Regions from separate parts of the Salvelinus alpinus genome. Here region 2 is linked to region 1. Evidence: chromatin contacts called from public Hi-C data. All regions are on one chromosome and are shown on one strand. Each heading gives the region's core, a stretch centred on a gene start, on an enhancer-like site or on the middle of the called end of the contact. The rest is flanking DNA. Distances are from core to core; before and after follow the strand shown.

Region 1 (2,672 bases), core at 127-2,626:
CACAAATATGAAGTGCTTATCTATTTAAAGACGCCCGCTGGCGGCTTCAAGGGCTTGGGAAACATTGAGAGGAGGGAGGATATTTGAGCCGCTTGTGTGTTCGCACAGCGTCAGTGATCCTTCTATGGCAAAGCTCCACGATAAGGTCACTCAGAGTACTATGTTGCAGATCGACCTTGGCCAGGGAAAGGACAGCAATGTGGACTAAGACGAAAGGTTTATTTAAGAATGTATTTATTGACACAGACATGCTACCAATAAAGTTTAGCAAGGAAAAGCGGCCATAGGTCTACTACACCCAATGGGTCAGACACACACACACAGTAAAGTAGCATGTTGCAAGAGTCAGTTACAGTTCTGTGTACGTCAGACAGATCTTATCGGTATATGCGCTGAAAAGTAGCACTGTAAGAGTCAGTGTAGTGTCTGTAGCATGAGAACTGCAGAGAAGTGAGACGTTTCACTTTCACTTGAAAGTGATATTCCCCCCCCCCTTCCAACCTTTATCACGTGGCCCCTTCATCATGTGAAGTTTGTCACAAAGGCTGATAACTTTGCAGAACCAGCTGCTATAGCAGAGACCATGCCTAAATAATTCCTAAACAGGCACCGTCAAGCAAACAGCCCCTGGACTGCCCAAACATGTTGATCAAGTTAATATCGTTATACAATTTCCTTATGTCAAATAAGTCCTGTAGGATGGGTAAGTGCATATACTCAATAGTCCACTAAAAACATGAACTTAGCGAACGATAAAAGGACAACAAAACAAATATATATAATGATGCCAAAGCAGGTTAATATTAACCCAAGTTCCATTGTAGACTGTACTTTTAATTGACCCACGTTAAAAGGATGTGACCGGAGCATAAGCAAAAAACATTTTTGTTAACCCTACATTCGAACTGCCCTGTTTGCTGGCAATGTCAAGTCCAAATAAATGAGAGGTCATTCAGTACAAAATCAATTTTGTCTGGGAAAAATTATGCACTGATGTAATTAGAAAATGGTATATCATTTGTAACAACCACAATCACCAAAATCCTTCACAATCATCATCTCCAGTGAAACATTGTAAAAAGTTGTCAACATCTACATTATTCTGTGTAAGAAACTTACATGTGCAAGTCTGCAGTCTGCCCTCAGTTGTCCCCCAGCGGTGCAGCTCTCAAATCTGATGTTTATGAATATTGGTTGAGGTATGGTCATTGGGTTTTATACCACTTTCGAAGGTTGCATCTACTTTTCTCTTAATAAAATACATAGGCAACACTTCTATAACATCAACTTTAAAATAATTAGCCATCTCCCACAGAATGTTTCTTGCTAGTTGTGTTACCACTTTTTCCGGACCTCTTTTCTTCCACTCCGTGCATACGGAATTCCCGATATCCACATGACGTCATCGCTGCTCAACCAACCGTAGCCTTGCTTGCATCGTCGCCGTAGCAACGTGAATGGTGACTACAAGAAAGCCACGTGGTGATCTCCAGCAGGGCGCGCGAACAGCTTACGTTTCTCTGTCTATATTTGGCTATGGAGAGAAGGTAAACAGCAGTCCAGCCAAGGCCATGGAGCTGAGTTGTGTGCTCTTTGACGCTTAGTTGGGTTGGGTGCATGTGATTTCCAAAAGGAAGAACATTGACAGAATATTCATCTAGATAACATGGTGGCTTTAAGCATGCCTGCAATGCATCATGAATGGATGCAAGCTCCCTAAATAAAATAAGGAATATTGTGCTCTGTTGTTGATAAGATGCACTGATTCCTTATGAAAAACACGGGGTTGAGAGACCTATGTAATTTCTTGTTGTCCGACGTAGGTGTCAAAATCAATCTATTTTGCACAATGTATTTCAATAAACTATTGAAAGTAACTTTGAAAAATAATAATTTGGTGGGTGCTTTTGTTTGTCCTATTTCACACATGTACAAGTGTGTATTAATTTGCATGTGTAAATTGGATGGTGCTTTTTTACATATTCCAACTCTCCCGAAACACCCTCGGAGAGTGGAATCACAGCTGGGGTCTGCAATTATTAACGGTGACCATGGAGCAATTAGGACAGATTTTTCACCTTGTCAGCTCGGGGATTCGAACTAGCGACCATTCAGTTACTAGGATCTAACCACTAGGCTACCAGCCACCCTGTGTTTGTGTGTATAGGAACTGGTGCGAGGGTAGTCATTAGTATTCTTACAGTTGGTGTAATGGCCAGGCTGTAGATCTTAGTAGGGATGTCTGCACCAGGCTGTGTTTACCCAGCTGACGGGGGAGTGGGTGGGGGAGACAAAGTTATATTTTTTGCAACTGAATAGTCAGTCGGCCCCTGGCAAGATGTGATGAAAAAGATCATGTTTCCCGGTAGATGTATGAATAACAATAAATAATCAAGCTTTGAAGACTCAACTTGAGAGGTTGACAAAGTTGAAATACCCATAAATACTGCACTAATTTATTATTAACACCTCAGATACAAAGATTTAGTCTGATCAAGTCATTATGGCCAACATCCCTTTCTATTCAGAATCCACTGTTATCTAATAGAAAAATACTTGATGACATTGCTGCTTCTTGTAGAGATCCCCAGGGTGGCCAATGGACGAATCATCTCACCTCTGAATTAGTCAGTGACCCCTGTTGGCACTTCAAACTCTTCTGCATTGTAAGT
Region 2 (2,672 bases), core at 47-2,546, 370 kb after region 1:
GAGGTAACATTAGCCTAAGCCATAAACCAATATTATGGTACGCAGTAACGTTACTAGCCAGTACCAAGCCTCACCGTCAGCACTTTTCTGTCATATGGGTTCTTTGCTAGCCAGCAGTAACCAACCAGGTAGAGACTAGTATATACACCTAGGTTGAAGATGACAAAGGTTAAGACAACGGGATTCTAATATCACAGAACTATTTTCAACAACGGGATCAGCCAGCGACACAGAGAGCTAGGCCAACTTTCAGAATGTTTAATATTGTTATAAATCTAGACATTGTTACATCGCATTGTTTATGTATTCCCCATGAAATGTTAATGGGGAGCTAACATGGCTGCCTTATAATGTCGAACTGTCATGTAAATGCATCATATTGCATAAATAGCATTGCCCAATTCTCTAAATGCATGGCTCTGGGACCAGCAGGATGGATTTAACGTTATATTTCTATGCCAGAGGGACCAACTATGCTAGTTAGTTACGGCACTCATCGTTAGCAAGGACGCTGGTATAGAATTAGGAATAGGATCGCTATGGGCGCTGGTCCCAGATTTGTGACGACGTTGTCTTTTATATTTTCGATCTAGGTATTCACTAGGAACCAAACAGAACCAGACGGAAGCAAACAGAATTAAACGGGGAGGGGCCTACCTGAATTTGTCCAATAGAAAATCTAGTTTTCGTTGCAAAACGTTTTACGTTTGGAGTAGACGGTTTCCGTTTGCAAACGTTTGCAACTGTTTGCTACGGTCTTTGTGCTAACGTTAGCTAGCTACGTAGCTAGGTAACCAAGGATTTGTATAAATAACCGGCCTTATTGCTATCTGTGAGGTAACGTTAGATAACTAGCTAACCGGAAAACCCAATTGATACGAACTGCAAGAAATATTGCATGGGCTGTGCCTTCTAGTTAACTACCAAACAAATACACGTTCCTAGAGTTATTAACTTAGTTAACTAACTAACGTTAGTTGGCTGGGTTTGTGACTTAGCTACGTTAGCTAGCCAGCTAACGTTAGCTAGCTACACACGCGGAAGTTAACTAGCTAATGCTATAAGAGCGGAATAGTGATAACGATATATCTGTTCCCTAAAAGTTCCTTACTTCAGTTGTTTCTTTCACAGTTTCCAGCTTTCAGACGACACCCCTTTCCCGGATCTTTTTGTATGTCCTCTGTTACTAGCTAATAGCTTTGCAAGCCACAGAGGTATAGCACGATGCAAGCCGCACAGAGTTCACAATCTTTGATGCAAGCGACTCACCGGCAACGGCCCTGTCCAGTGGCAGTGTGTCAGCTGACCAAATTACGCGAGATTTTACTGCTGGGTTAAAGTCGGTGCCAAAATAAACTACAAAATTGATTTATGGGAACCCGGAGGACAACAACACGTGTCGAAGGCGTAATAGCGTCCTCTGTCGGAGAACCACTTGGAGAGAAAATCTATGCTCTTCATTTTTTATATAAACTTTACATTACCTGGTAAGTCAATTAAGAATAAATTCTTATTTACAATGACAGCCTACCAGGGAATAGTGGGTTATCTACCTTATTCAGGGGCAGAACAACAGATTTTTACCTTGTCAGCTCGAGAATTCGATCCAGCAACCTTTTAATTACTGACCCAATGCTCTAACCACTAGGCTACCTGCCACCCCTTCATGCTGAAAGGAGGCATTGATCATAAATATTGTCTCTATGGTTTATTTTCCTATTTGACAAATTATTAGACTACATCTGTCATGACCATTCAATCTAAGAGGTAATGTCCTCGATATAAAATATAATTAATTAATTCAAAGATATTGAATTTGGCCACTCAGTTATCTCTAGATACAACAGACTTGGAAAATAAACATTAAACTAGCCTAATCCTTATATAAAGGCTTTGCCTCACTTGCAAGGTAGCCTATCTGGAAGAGGTGGGACAAAGTCACTATAGAGAGAAATAGTAATGGCATCTTTTTGTAGCACAGCTGAAAACTGTTGTCCTAATTAAAGAAGCAATAAAACTGGCCTTCTTTAGACTAGTTGAGTATCTGGAGCATCAGCACTTGTGGGTTCAATTACGGGCTCAAAATGGCCAGAAACAAAGCACTTTCTTCTGAAACTCGTCAGTCTATTCTTGTTCTGAGAAATGAAGGCTATTCCATGTGAGAAATTGCCAAGAAACTGAAGATCTCGTACAACACTGTGTACTACTCCCTTCACAGAACAGCGCAAACTGGCTCTAACCAGAATAGAAAGAGGAGTGGGAGGCCCCGGTGCACAACTGAGCAAGAGGACAAGTACATTAGTGAGTCTAGTGTAAGAAACAGACGCCTCACAAGTCCTCAGCAGGCAGGTTTATTAAATAGTACCCGCAAAACACCAGTCTCAACGTCAACAGTGAAGAGGTGTCTCTGGGTTTACTGGAACTATTTAAGGTAGCGCAATGTTACAGCGACACTATATATACAAAAATATGTGGACACCCCTTCAAATTAGTGGATTTGGCTATTTCAGCCACACCCGTTGCTGACAGTTGTATAAAGTCGAGCACACAGCCATGCAATCTCCATTGACAAACATTGGCAGTAGAATGGCCATACTGAAGAGCTCAGTGACTTTCAATGTGGCACCGTCATAGGATGCCACCTTACCAACAAGTCAGTTTGTAAAATTTCT

The links. A called contact is a pair of places that touch in the nucleus more often than the background predicts.
Region 2: a Hi-C map of red muscle shows a contact between it and region 1, with 4 times the contacts expected there. The contact joins the promoter of LOC139574524 here to the promoter of LOC139574523 in region 1. A contact is called at or near these places in 2 of 3 Hi-C or Micro-C datasets (muscle and red muscle).

Annotation. Positions count from the first base shown.
Region 1 is chr4:80,862,470-80,865,141 of SLU_Salpinus.1, forward strand. LOC139574523 (ATP-binding cassette sub-family C member 5) reads right to left here and starts at 1,377. Exons shown (of 28, transcript XM_071399190.1): 1 at 1,120-1,377.
Region 2 is chr4:81,231,631-81,234,302 of SLU_Salpinus.1, forward strand. LOC139574524 (ecto-NOX disulfide-thiol exchanger 2-like) reads right to left here and starts at 1,297. Exons shown (of 18, transcript XM_071399195.1): 1 at 1,112-1,297.